Regions from separate parts of the Sus scrofa genome. Here region 1 is linked to region 2. Evidence: chromatin contacts called from public Hi-C data. All regions are on one chromosome and are shown on one strand. Each heading gives the region's core, a stretch centred on a gene start, on an enhancer-like site or on the middle of the called end of the contact. The rest is flanking DNA. Distances are from core to core; before and after follow the strand shown. Region 1 has its middle 4.3 kb from the start of TAC4. Region 2 overlaps FAM117A (protein FAM117A).

The links. A called contact is a pair of places that touch in the nucleus more often than the background predicts.
Region 1: a Hi-C map of skeletal muscle shows a contact between it and region 2, with 7 times the contacts expected there. The contact joins two enhancer-like sites. A contact is called at or near these places in 3 of 47 Hi-C or Micro-C datasets (heart right ventricle, mesenteric adipose tissue and skeletal muscle).

Annotation. Positions count from the first base shown.
Region 1 is chr12:26,025,251-26,032,667 of Sscrofa11.1, reverse strand. No RefSeq gene overlaps it. Among named protein-coding and RNA genes, the nearest start is that of TAC4, 4.3 kb to the right of the region's middle. Within about 2 kb of position 3,612, at least 61 of the 83 cell types and tissues checked have an H3K27ac peak or open chromatin away from gene starts, as enhancers often do. A contact at or near this core is called in skeletal muscle, where this site is marked.
Region 2 is chr12:25,908,223-25,914,964 of Sscrofa11.1, reverse strand. It overlaps FAM117A (protein FAM117A), which reads left to right. Exons shown (of 8, transcript XM_003358095.5): 2 at 842-1,011. Among named protein-coding and RNA genes, the nearest start is that of SLC35B1, 23 kb to the right of the region's middle. Within about 2 kb of position 3,679, at least 25 of the 83 cell types and tissues checked have an H3K27ac peak or open chromatin away from gene starts, as enhancers often do. A contact at or near this core is called in skeletal muscle, where this site is marked.

The DNA of each region.
Region 1 (7,417 bases), core at 2,363-4,862, 120 kb before region 2:
GTAGCCTGGATCCCGCATTGCTGTGGCACAGGCCAGCAGCTACAGCTCCCATTCAACCCCTAGCCTGGGAATTCCATATGTCGAAGGTGTGGCCCTTAAATAGCAAAAAAAAAAAAAAAAAAAAAAAAAAAGAACAATAAAATATTCAGATCATACTGGGCATGGAATAGATGATGGAAAATGCTCTTTACCTGCTATCCATCTCAAAAGTTACCACTACAACCACCCATGTGTACTTCACAGCCCTTTTTCTGGATATTAACATATGCATATTGGTTTATCAACTGGCCCCTTCATCTCCTCAGGTTCCAAATTCACAGACTCAGCCAACTGTGGATTGAAAATATTCGGGAAAAAAATTCCGTAGAGTTCCAAAAAGCAAAATTTAATTTGCTATGTGACAGCAACTATTTCCATACCATTTACATTGTACTGATGGCTATTTGCAGAGCATTTACATTATAAGTAATCTAGCGATGGTTTAAAGTATAGGGCAGGAGGTAGGTAAGCTAGTGTGTAAGGTGCATGCAAAGACTATGCCATTTTATATAAGGGACCTGAGCGTCCTCAAATTGTGGTGGTCCTGGAACCCAACCCCATGGATCTTGACACACAATAGTATGCATGTGTCTTTTATAAGCACCTCTTGCTTTGGTGTCTAGCCCTCTTTTTTTTTTTTTTTTTTTTTTTTTTTGGTCTTTTTGCTTTTTCTAGGACTGCTCCCGCGGCATATGGAGGTTCCCAGGCTAGGGGTCGAATCGAAGCTGTAGCCACCGGCCTACACCACAGCCACAGCAACTCGGGATCCGAGCCGCGTCTGCGACCTACCCCACAGCTCACGGCAACCCTGGATCCTTAATGCACTGAGCGAGGCCAGGGATCAAACCCGCAACCTCATGGTTCCTAGTCGGATTCGTTAACCATTGTGCCACAATGGGAACTCCTAGCCCTCTCTTCCATCCCAATGCACCCATTCTTCTAAATTCTCCTTTTCACACCACCCCCTTGTCCATCCCCAGCCTCTTAAATCCCGAGGCTGCTCAGATCGCCAGCTTTAACTTCTTTATTCTCATCTCCCCTCTGTTATCTTGGTCTCCCCTAGCTTCACCTGCTCAGTCCCCTGACCTCCTTAAAGCTCCATGACCTTGTCCCCCAGGCTCTGAGAAACTCCCAGCCTCCTCTCTTGCACACTCACAGACCTTTCAAACTCTCAGACTGTCCAAAGTGCTACACACCAGCAGCTCCCCACCCTCCCAGAGGGGCTCCCCTTCTTCTTCGCCAGCCCAGTGCTTTCCTCACCCCTCCCTCCAGACCTCAGACCTGCTGACACCCTTTGCAATGACACAAACAGTCCTCTTCTCCCCAGCCCTAGGTCCACAATGTCCGCTATAGACAATCACAATCACTTCCTCAAAGTTTTCTTCCTTGTCTCCAGCTCCTCAATGAGGGAAGGAGGATCGGGGAACCCATGAAAGGAAACAAACACAATCCCCACATAACTCCTTTCTTCCAAAACCTTCCATGGCTCCCCAGTGTCTGCCAGATAAAACCCACATGCCTCGACCTGGCATTCAAGGCTTCATCTCTTCATTCCCCGATCCTTAGGCAGCCTCTACAGAGTCTCACTGAGAGCTCAGATGTTCCAGCCCGGGTGAGCAGGACAGGGGCCAACCCTGAGTCCCATGCCCCCGTCCCCCATCAGCCAAGTTACCCAACCCATGGGCTGCCTCCAGCCTCCTCCCTGAACCGAGAAACAAACTGTTCTGCAGACAGTGGGCTCTGGAGGTTCCACTTGGTCAACTCAGGAGAGTACGTGGTACTTATATTTTCAATTAGCTTGTTTGCTTTTCTGCCACCCTCACCCACCAAGATCCAGCAAGAAAAGGCCAACTGGAAGCATGAGCTTCTCCTCGCCCACTAATGGGGTCAGACTCCAGACGCCTGGATCACACAGAGGCGCTGGGAGACGCAAGCACAAGGAGAGACTTCACCGCACATGTCAGGCAAGGGCCGAGGCAGAACCATGTCCCCCTACCAGGGGGACTCGAAACGCCTCCCTCAGCACCCAGGCCTGAAGCTTCTGAACCCTAAACTTTAAGGTCAGGCACACTGAACCTTGTCTAAGAGACTTGGCCACAAGGAGCTCCTGGTCCGACAGGAGAAACCCAGTCCTGTCCTTAAGAAACTCTCAATCCAATGACACAATGTCAGGGAAAGCTGAAATGGTTTTCCTTAATCTGGCTTGCCTGTGACATAGGGATGAGTGTTATTGTTTAATTATATTATTCATAGCAGTAATTATTGCTACCATTTGTTAAGGCCATAGTCCTGACTTAAATTATTATTATTATTTTTTTTTTTTTTTGCTTTTTAGGGCCGCACCTGCAGCATCTAGAAGTTCCCAGGTTAGGGGCTGAATCAGAGCTACAGCTGCTGGCCTACACCACAGCCACAGCCACACAGGATCTGAGCCACATCTTCGACCTATACCACAGCTCACGGCAACGCAGGATCCTTAACCCACTGAGTGAGGCATCCTCATGGATACTAGTTGGGGTTTGTTACCACTGAGCCATGACAGGAACTCTGATAGGGGCTGTTTAAATCATTCTCAGAAAAAAATTAAAAAGGAAATACATCAATAAAAAAAATAAATCATTCTCAGGACTCAGAATTTTGAAACCGGGCTATCTATACCTTCAGGGCCTCCCAGAGACCTTCAGGATATTATTGAGAGGCTAGAAATGCCCAAAGGAAGGCAGGCTGGGGCTAAATTGTCTGCCACGCATACACAAGAGGGCTAAGGCTCGTTTGCTCCATCTGCGACCTGTGCTTGGAGAGACCCACTTTTCCAAACCCAACGTGTTTTGTCTAGGACAAGTGTGGGTCAAGGGGTCCAGGAGTCTTCTCTTCCCCCATGCCCTTGCCATGGCCCCTTCCACACTGTTAAACGTGTTCAAACGTTCATCTGTTTCTTTCATCTGTGTCCTGGGGTAACGCCCATGAGGTAAGGTACGTAGCAAATCCAGAATCAATGAATGAATGCATGAATGTGACCTCAAAGATTCGCAGTAAAGTCATGGCCTCTGGAAGGATCCACAGAGTGCAAAGACTATTGCCCCCGTCATGCACTCCCGGCTACTTTTACCCTTTCATTGGAAGGATGGCGCTGCCCGCCCGCAGGAAGCTCGCCTCCTCTGATGGCCCAGCCCCTCCTTTACCTCCCGCCTCTCTATGCAAGGGACAGACCCTGAGACCTGGACTCAGCTCTTGCCGGCGCCTGGATCTGCCAACTCGGAGTTGGCGGGGTAGGGGGTGGGGATCGGGCTTCAGAAGAAGCCTCCACATGGGGGCGCTGGAAGGGCGCGGGAAAGACGGAAGCAAGGTCCCGGCGGCATCCTCTGGGCTGGGGGAACCCAGATCGCCAGCTCCCCCAGCTCCCCTTCCCGCCCGGGCCCTTCTCCGTCGTGGGGAAAGAGCCCGCGGCGGGGAGGCCGATCAGGTTCCCGACTCTGCCACTTCCCAGCTTGGGCGGCCTGGCCCGAGGCACCCAGCCTCCCGGAGCCGGCCAGTCGTCCCACCTCCTTTGGACGCATTCGGCGCTCTGGAAACGTCAGCTTCCTGCCCGCATCCCGCCCTCGGCTCGTGTTTCCCCCGTCTCTGCTCTCCTCCCTCGTGCGTCCTTTCTCCTCCCGGCTCCGCAATCTTAGCCAAACCGCAGCCTTTAGCAATCGCGCGCGCCCACCCGGCGCCCGGGCAGCCTCGCCGCGGCCGCGACCCACCCCGCGGTCCGCCCGCCGCCCGCGCGCCGCCCGCTCTGCCAGCCTTGTCCCCTGCTCAGCCTCGGCGCCCCGACCCTTCGCCGGGCCGCGAGGTTGGGGCGAGGAGAGACGCGCTGGCCAGGGCCGTGCCCGGGTGGCCGAGGGCACCGGGCGGGGCGGCGGGCTCGGCTGCCGGGGGCCGCAAGCGCCAGCCCGACCGCAGCCCGAGGGCAAGGCTGCAAATAGCCGCGGTTTCCAACCCGTGCCCGGCCTCCCTCCCGGCCTTCCGGACCTTTGGGATTTTCTCTTCCTTCTTCCTGCCGTCCTCTCCTCTGCCCGGTGGCCCCTTCCTGCACCCTCCTCCCTTCCCGTGCACCCACCACACCCCGTCCCACGCAGCCAGCCGGGGCCAGGAGACCAGCGCTGAGGTCCAGGGCCCCAGAAGTCGAATAATCACAAAAACTAAGTTAGGATTAATTGAGCACATATTATGCGCACTGACAGAGTCCTTTAAGGGCGGGCATCCGTGAAGTATTTCCCACCACTAGTTGAGGGGTGGCTCCAGTTTGCAGAGGTTCAAAGAATGCCTTTGGGGAGTTCCCATCATGGCTCAGTGGTTAATGAATCCGACTAGGAACCATGAGTTTGCAGGTTCGAGCCCTGGCCCCACCCAGTGGGCCGGGGATCCTGCGTTGCCTGAGCTGTGGTGTAGGTCACATATGCAGCTCGGATCTGGCCTTGCTGTGGCTGTGGTGTAGGCTGGTGGCTTCAGCTCTGGTTGGACTCCTAGCCTGGGAACCTCCATAGGCCCCGGATTTGGCCCTAGAAAAAGACGAGGGGAAAAAAAAAAAAGTGTTCTTGGGTCCTAAGGCCACCTTGTTTGGACCTGCAGAATGGGGAAACCCTCTCCCCCTGCCCAGAGGCCCATGCTGTAACTCTGCCTCCAACCCTGAGCTGCTAACTGTTGTGGGCTAAGGCCCAGGAGGAAGGTGGGAAGCTACTGACAGGGATCCTGGGATGCTAGTTGGCCCCAAATCTCAGTGTAACCTAGAGCAAGCCCAGCCTGCTAGCTTGAGAAACCCAGTGTTAGTTTCCCCATCTGTAAATCGAAAGGTCTGCTTGTCCCTGTAAGGGCGAACTTGTTAACAACAGTGGAACATGAGCTATGAAGTGCCCTGCCCTTGGGACAGTTCAGGGGATGGGGGCTGTGTTGATTCCCAGACCAGGGTTGGCTCCATCTCAAAGCGTGGAGCTGGGCAACCTGCATTTTAGCAAATGCAGGGATTCCGAAACCATCGGGCTGGGATTCACCAAAGAGATTCCTGGAAGGGAGCGGAGGGTGTGTGAGAAGCTGTCCTCCCCAAACCACACTTGCCCTTCTTCATCTCTGCCTTCACCAGTCTGGACTCCTGTTGTGTGCCAAGCACACATACCGCACCGCCCCACTCTCAGAGCGCTCGTGGCATAAAACGGCAGACTGGCAGGGTTGTCCTCAGCCCAGCTGGCCCCTCTGGGAGAAGTGGAGCCAGACACCTTGCTGGGCATGGGTGGTGCGGGTGGTAGAGGTACTGAAGCCTTGTGCCAGGCTGTGTGGTGCAGTGAGCAGAGCGAGTTTCACCTCCACACCCCCCTCAGCAGCCTCCTCTGTGACCACAGCCCGTGCAGAGGTGCAAGGAGCTGTGAGGAAGAGCTCTTGGGAAAGCGCAGGAGAGGAGCCAATTGATTCTTGCTGGAGTCAGGACTAGAGACAAGAACTCCACGGAGGGGATGGCCATGAAGCAGACCTTTAAGGATGGATGGGAGTTTGCCAGGTGGAAAATGATGTCCAGGCAGAGGCCACAGCAGAGGACAGATCATGGAGGCGAGGACTCTTGTCCTGTCTGGGACCAGGTGGTGGCGCTATCTGGGGGCAGGAAGTGGGCAGACGGGGAAGGGGTGAGGGGGTGCCACCTTCTCTCGATCCCACCTCTATGCGGGCACAGAGCAAACTGAATGTTGCTTATCTGCCAACCAGAGGTCTGCTTTCCTAGAGACTGTGAGATGCTGAGGGTCAGGGACTGCGTCTTGTTCAATTTTCTATTGAATGTTTCTATTCAATAACTACCGTTGAACTATTATTGACACCGGGTGTGGCCAGTGTCAGTAATAGTAACAGTAATGATAGTTAACTGGTATTAAATATTTCCCACCCTGGGGACTTCCCATTGTGGCGCAGTGGTTAACGAATCCGACTAGGAACCTTGAGGTTGCGGGCTCGATCCCTGGCCTTGCCCAGTGGGTTAAGGATCCGGCATTGCCGTGAGCTGTGGTGTAGGTTGCAGACGCAGCTCGGATCCCGCTTTGCTGTGGCTGCGGTGTAGCCTGGCGGCTTCAGCTCCAATTAGACCCCTAGCCTGGGAACCTCTATATGCCGTGGGTGAGGCCCTAGAAAAGACCAAAAAAAAAAAAAAAAAAAAAATTCCCATCCTGCCCTATGCTGGGTGCTCCACGGGCATTGTCCAATTTCACCCTCAAACAGCTTTGGAAAGATGTGCTATTAATAATCTCGTTTTACGCATGAGGATTGCCGAGACCAGCTCAGCAGGATGGGGCTGAAGAACATGGGTGCTGTGGAACTTAAGGAAAAGAGTTAACATAAAACAAGATACAGAGACAGTAAAGGTGGGAACCGGGGGACTCAAGGTCTCAGGGACCAAGAGCCCTGCCTCAAACAACCACACGCTTTTGTTGTGCTGTTTAGATGAGATTAAGTGAGGAGGGGCTATGGGTGGAGGATATAGGGTTTGTTTACTATTTTATAAATTCTTTTACTATTTTCAAAGCCACTTAGCTGGTAGAAGGTTAAGCTTTTACTCTGACTTTTAGGCATATAACAGTCTTTTTTTCTTTCTTCTTTTTTTTTTTTTTTTTTTTTTTTGTCTTTTTTGACTTTTCTAGGGCTGCTCTCATGGTGCATGGAGGTTTCCAGGCTAGTGGTCTCATCAGAGCTGTAGCTGCCTGCCTACACCAGAGCCACAGCAACACTGGATCCAAGCCACGTCTGCAACCTATGGGTAGATGCTGGAAGGTTGTAGGCAGGGAGAGGCAGTTCAAGCTAGGGGGTTTTTTTGTTTGTTTTTTTTTTTGTTTGTTTTTTGACTTTTTTATTTTTTGTCTGGGGTGGCACAAAGAAGTTTCCAGGCTAGATGTTGAATCGGAGCTGCAGCAGCCAGCCTATGCCACAGCCGCATGGGATCCGAGCCGCATCTGTGACCTACACCGCAGCTCAAGGCAATGCCAGATCCTTAACCCACTGAGCGAGGCCAGGGGTTGAACCCACATTCTCATGGATACTTGTTGGGTTCATTGCTGCTGAGCCACAACAGCAACTCCAGGTTAGGGCTTTAAAAAGATCACTTTGGGTGTTCCCATCATGGTGCAAGGGAAACGAATCTGACTAGGAACCATGAGGTTGCGGGTTCAATCCCTGGCCTCGCTTATTGGGTTAAGGATCTGGTGTTGCCATGAGCTGTGGTGTAGGTGGCAGACGGGCTCGGATCTGGCATTGCTGTGGTGCTGGCGTAGGCCAGCAGCAACAGCTCTGATTGGCCCCCTGGCCTGGGAACCTCCATATGCCGTGAGTGCGGCCCTAAAAAGGACAAAAGACAAAAACAAAC
Region 2 (6,742 bases), core at 2,430-4,929:
TAAGTGCTTTATTTCTGTCCCATGTAGCCAGAAGTCAGAGGCAGAAGAGAGAACCAGACGAGTTGGATGCTCATCCTCTTTGTCTGAGGCACCTAGGGTCCCTGGAGCCAGCCAGCCTTGAAGAAAGTGGGGGGAGCCCTTCAGTGAATTGTTTGAATTTGTGCCGTGTGGAGGAACCCTGTAATAAAGCTGGAGGGAGGAAGAAGGGCAGGAAATAAAAGATGGAGGAACCCATGCTTTCCATTCACTTCCAGGGACCTCTTTAGTGATGGGAAACAGTCCTGCTCTCAGGAAACTTGGGACGCAGACCTGGGAGGTCACAGTTCATTAGGAACAGAAGAAAGAGAGGACATGTATAAAGTAACCCCTTGTCCGGAGTGCAATGGTATAAATTCTTTCCAGTGACAAAGAACAGCTGGTTGAGTCAGGAGGGAGGCGGATAGAAGGGAAGACTGGCAGTCTCGAGAGGCTTCCAAAAGGAGACAAGGTCAGGAGTTCCCGTTGTGGCGCAGTGGTTAACGAATCCGACTAGGAACCATGAGGTTGCGGGTTTGATCCCTGGCCTTGCTCAGTGGGTTAAGGATCTGGCATTGCCATGAGCTGTGGTGTAGGTTGCAGATGCAGCTCGGATCCCGTGTTGCTGTGGCTCTGGTGTAGGCCGGTGGCTACAGCTCTGATTAAACCCCTAGCCTGGGAACCTCCATATGTCGCAAGAGTGGCCCAAGAAATGGCAAAAAGACAAAAACAAACAAATAAAACAAAACAAAAGGAGACAAGGTCAGTTACCATGTCTGCTTCCTTCATGCTGACGTCACGCCGTGCGGGCTGTGCTCTCTTCCAGCCAGCGTCCCGTGTTCTGTGGCCCCTGAAAAGCCAGTGTGCAGGCCTCAGCCGCCCCAGGTCCGACGTACCTTCTCCTTGGACACCATCCTCAGCTCCTACCTTCTGGGCCAGTGGCCACGAGATGCTGATGGGGCCTTCACCTGCTGTACCAATGACAAGGCCACCCAGGTAATGAAGCGCTCTGCTCATGGGCTGAGGGGTAAGGATGGGGCAGTGGGCTGGCTGAGGCGGCCTTGGGGCTGCTTACCAGCACTTGGTCAGAGACATGACCTGCCCCGGGCTTTGGCCACACATCGTCACCATGTAGCTTTTCATCCTCTCATCTTTACCAGTTTGATTCTCTCCATAAACTTACCTGAAAATGAATCTCCATTAACTTACCTGAAAATGAATCTCCATTCTACCTGACTGGTGGGAAAGAGAAGTCAATCTGGGTTTATCCATTTGGCTTTGAGTTTTCATGTGCAGGTAAGCACAGCTGATCTGGGGATTTATCCTAGGTTTCAAAAAATGACATGCCAAAAAATTGATGGCATTCTCATCGTGGCTCAGCGGAAACGAATCTGACTGGAATCCAGGAGGACGCAGGTTCGATTCCCTGGTCTCGCTCAGTGGGTTAAGGGTCCAGCGTTGCTGTGAGCTGTAGTGTAGGTCACAGATGCGGCTTGGATCTGGCGTTGTGGTGGCTGTGGTGTGGGCTGGCGGCTGCAGCTCCAGTTGGACCCCTGGCATGGAAACTTCCACATGCTGTGGGTGTGGCCCTAAAAAGACACACACACACACACACACAAAAGAGGATGTTTACCTTGTTAAAACAAGTCAACATTCAATGGAGTTAATTTATCCCCAGACAACTGGAAAGGGTGGCCAAAAAGTCTTGAGCCACGATAGGTCCCACTGGAGCAACGGGAAAGTTCTCAGATAATGGAGAGTTGATCCCTAGTCAGCAGCCCGCTCCAGCACTGCACTGGATCCGTTTGAGTCCTGTGGAGGCCAGGTCCCCTCCTTCAGGATTTTTCCTCACAATAGTCTTTTCACGAAGAATCCTAAACTTGGAAGGGATCTCCATCAATCATCCAGCCCATGGGGCAGTTTTGGAATGAGGTAGTGTTAGCCTAAGCAGTCATCTCGTTTGTAAAATTATTTTATTTATTTATTTATTTTTTAGTGCCACACCCATGGCATGTGGAGTGGTCCCAGGCTAGGGGTCTAATTGGAGCTATAGCCACCGGCCTACGCCACAGCCACAGCAACGCAGGATCTGAGCTGTGTCTGCGACCTACACCACAGCTCACAGCAACGCCAAATCCTTAACCCATTGAACAAGGCCAGGGATCAAACCTGCAACCTCATGGTTCCTAGTCGGATCCATTTCCACTACACCACGACGGAAACTCCATATCTTGTGCTTTTATTTATGGTTTTATAGTTAAGCAAGTCTGCTTTGTTCTTTTTTTTTTTTGTCTTTTTAGGGCTGCACCCGCGGCATGTGGAGGTTCCCATACCAGGGGTCCAATCCGAGCTGCGCCTGCCGGCCTACACCACAGCCATAGCAACATGGGATCCGAATCGCGTCTGAGACCTACACCGCAGTTCACAGCAATGCCAGATCCTTAACCCATGGTGGGGATCGAACCTGAAACCTCATGGTTCCTAGTCAGATTCATTGCCGCTGTGCCACTGTGGGAACTCTGTATGTGAAATTATACAAAGGTATTTCTTCATCCGACTCAGAACTTCAACCTTCTCAGCAGTGACGTTTTGAAGAGTCAACTCTTCTCTCACTTTTGTGGCAGTTTAAACCCATTCCTGTTCAGCTTCCGAACAAATGAGCTGTTCTCAGGAAAGAGGAAACAGGGTGGGGAGAACACAGGCTCAGAGGCAGCCCGAATCCTGGGGGATGCCAGGCCAGCCGCCCTTCCTTCACCCGCTGCTGGAGCGTGCCTGCCCCGCCTGCGTCGTCGGAGGTGGGGTGGCGGCCAAATGGCAAAGGGTTTTCTGCTCTCACGTCCCCCGTCGTGCTCTGCTGAGCACATCGCGTCGTCAGCCGCTTTCTTTTATTTATTTTTTAAATGAGATCCGTTTTCAGATGTTATTAGTGAATGTTTGAATGCCCAGTCCTGTTCTTGGCAGGTCGGAGGGAAGAACCAGGAAATGAGAACAAGATTTGGCCTTGGTGAGTCTGGATGCCAGCTCCATGAAGGCCAGGGAACGGAGCGCCGAGTGTCTGGCACAGTTTACAGGAGGGGGCTTCTCCTGGGAACACACCACCTTGGACCAACAAGAGTTTGCCGCAGTTAAAAACCGATGGCGCTCTTTCACTCTGGGGAGAGGTTTGAAGGGGGAGCACGCCCCACGTAGCAGGCAGAGTAGGCCGACTTCTTGGGAGCCCGGGTCACTGCTGATCCCTGCCCCCCCACCCCCAAAAAGGGCAAGGGGGGTAGGTTATGCTTCCCATTCACAGGCCTGGAGCACACACCCCTTTCTTTTTCCCGAGGAATGTTTAGTCCAAGCGTGTCTAGTCATGGAGGGCTTCCTGGAGGAGCAGGACTTGAGGTTGCTTCCAGTGGTGTAAGCTCATGCTGGCATCCCCCTTCATCAGACATGGGCTCCCACGCAGCTCCCTGCCTCCATCCTCGTATCCCTGTATCCCTCTCATTTCTTGCTACCAGCCTTCTAGGAAGCCCCCACCCCACTCCTCAGATAGCATTCTCTTTGTCAACTCAGGGCAGGCTTGGCCTCAGATGTTCTCTGGCCGGATTGAGAGGCATGGGCTCTAGGCTGTGTGTTTTTGCTCAGGCTCCAGCTGCAGGCCAGATCTTTTATGTAACAAGTCTGGGCTTCTTGCCACAGCAAGACAGAGGTCAGCGATGCGCCTCCGTGGGTCTGGCAAGGCCAAGCCATGCAGCTTTCCTCTTTCCCTGGGATGGGCTCCAGCCCTCGAGGAACTCTTAGCAACCTGTCAATATTGTGGCTGCAGTCAGGAGATGGGAGAGTTCTGATCAACGTAGGCATCCCAGCCCAAGTATGCACTCTGCCCCATCTTTCATTCCTGGCCTCCTGGGAATTTTCTGCTTCTAGGTTTTGGGCTGCATTCAAATGCCTGCTTGAGCGCCCTGGCCTGGCACAAGCTACCTCCTTCAACACTGGCGTTGATGCCATGAGACCTGAGCCGCTCCCTCAATCACAGATGCCCCTTCCCAGCTCAGCCCGACCTCACCCAGAAAGGACTGGGGATGAGGGAGAGGTTTTCTGGGGAGATGGAAGAGCAGAGGGGAGGTAGGGAGGCAGGATCTAACAAAGCCCTTGAAAGCTTTTAAGTTGCTAAAAATAAGGGATGCCAGCGCCTTTCCCTCATGCCTCTGAGCTCGAGGCGGGGCTGTTCCCACCCCTCCCCTCCCCTTCTGTGCCTTCTCTTCTGGCCACACCAGTGTGGTACATCCACGCCTCTGGCAGGCCCTCCCTTCTGCCCCCCACCCCAACTCACATCCTGAGCCAGCTGTGGAATGTGTCTCTGGACACAGCCTGGCCCTCCCGGGGCAGAGCTTGCAGGAAGGACAGCAGCCGAGCAGCTTGGCTTCCCCCCACCCGCCCCCTGCCACCACCAGCACCCAAGCAAGGAAGAGCCCTGCAAGTTTCATGGCCGAAGACCTGCCATTTAGACATCCAGGCACACTGCGTCCTTAAGGCTTCTTACAAGGCAAGAGGTGGGGTTAAAAGCCCTGGGTTTTTGAACAAAGCAGGTGGCCACCTGTCCTGCTGTTCCCTCCCTGGGCTCAGCTGGGGCTTAAGCTCATAGGCAGGCACGAAGGATAGCATGGGTGGTTCCCAGGCAATTTAGAGTCTGACATGGAGCGCTGGCTTCCCCAAATATCGGGGGCAGGTGAGGGAGAGAGATGGATGGATCTTATTCGGGAAATGGCTTGTGGATGCGGTGATGAGTGATGGTGTGCTTCGGGGCTGCTGCCTGCTCTGAGCCAGGGTACACGACGGGAGCAGGGTGGCCAGGTCGCCCGGGGGACAGCTTGGTGGCTGTTAGGAAGCACTTGGGTGCAGTGGGAGCTGGACACGGAGGGGCCAGTCAGCAAGGACTAGGAAGGCTCTCGGGTGATGTCACCATTATCTAGAGGTTTCTTTGCGCCTCGGAGGATTGTCTAGGTCAATCTCAACATGCTTCCCCTTTTCTGGAGTGCCCTCCACCGGGTCAGCTGGCCTCTCAGAGCTGGCCCCCAAGCGCTTTGAGCTGGGCTTTTCTGGCGCTGGGCCACGGTGGGCGATGGCCACACAGGCAGGTGGTTGCGGTCGCCCCCGCCCTCCTTGCTGCGAGTCTTCTCACACTTTTCTGGAGGGAGGAAGTGGTCTCACCACAGCTGGGATGACTGTTAGAGCCCAGTTCCCCCGCTGGTGTTCTCATCGTGCAGACAGACAGGACCCTGGGTGCCCGCTCCACCTGGCCCCTGGTCCTGCCCATCCCTGGCCCCGATTCCTCCCAGGTGCCAGGTCCGGTGGGGAAGGCCTTTCTGATCAACTTTTGTTCCTTTAGGCCTGAGTTACCCTTTGGGGGAAAAAAATGAGCTTAAATCCCTGACACACTTCTTGGAGTGTCCTGAAGGCCAAGGGCAGAGGTGGCATGCTTTGTTGGGGAAGACTTCCCTTGCCCTGACTTTCCTACCTGTAAGCCGGCCTCCTCCTTTTCCCAGCCCAGTGCCTCAGCATGTGGTGATGACACACGATTCAGCCCGCTCATCACAGCCTTTCTTTGCAGGTGTCAGGGCCCGGGCCCAGTGCCTGTTTCCAGGACTGATGAGCAGGACTGGTCAACAGCACAGAATATTTGCAAATAGGTTCATGATGGAAAATCTGAGGGTCACACAGTCACCACAGGGCCAGGGATGATGGCCTTGGCCACCTGCAGCCAGCGTTCCCGGTGCTGGCCGGCAGACCACCCTCAGAGCCCTTCCTGCCTCTTTTTCGAGCCAGAGTCCCTCGGGGCTGATTCCCTGCTGGATTTCTTTCTTTCTTTTTTTTTTTTTTTTTTTTTTTTTCTATTTCTTTGGGCCGTTCCTGCAGCATATGGAGGTTCCCAGGCTAGGGGTCGAATTGGAGCTGTAGCCACTGGCCTACACCAGAGCCACAGCAACACGGGATCCGAGCCGCGTCTGCAACCTACACCACAGCTCACGGCAACGCCGGATCATTAACCCACTGAGCAAGGGCAGGGACCGAACCCGACCCTCATGGTTCCTAGTCGGATTCGTTAACCACTGTGCCACGACGGGAACTCCATCCCTGCTGGATTTCGGTTCCACCGCGTAGTTACGGAGCATCAGTGCTAGGCCAGGCACCACGCCGCTCTTCACATCTGCGGGGGTACACTGGTTATGTTCCCAGGACCCAGCCAAAGTCACAGGAGACAGCGCGGACCAGGACTCTTCCTTGCCTCAGCAGCCGGATAGGAACTTGGTCGGGTCGGGGGCAGAGAAACAGGTTCCAGTGGGGGTGGGATCTTGGCTCCATCCCACCCCTGCCTTCTTGTTACATCAGGCTGCTCTTTGGAAGGCCGTCCACGCCTCCCCCAGTGATCCCCCGTGTTGCTCTGGGATTTCAGACTCCCGGGCAAAGCTTCCTTGGTCTAACCCACATCCAGTTTTGCATAATCCGAGCATCATCTGCTTAGTTGGCTAGTGAGGAGCCCCGCTTCTCCCTCGGCTGCTCCCCCTGGGCCAGGGTGTTAAAATACATCTGTTCCATTGCATGAGTCCCTTTGACAAACATGGCTGCCCTGCTGAGCTCAAGCTTTATCCTGCTCGCAAAGGGCCGTCTGGAACGACTACTTGTGGTGCCGTTGCTCAGCATGGCTTGGCCCCTGCTGTGTCCTGAAGGGTCCCTCTTTGAAGGG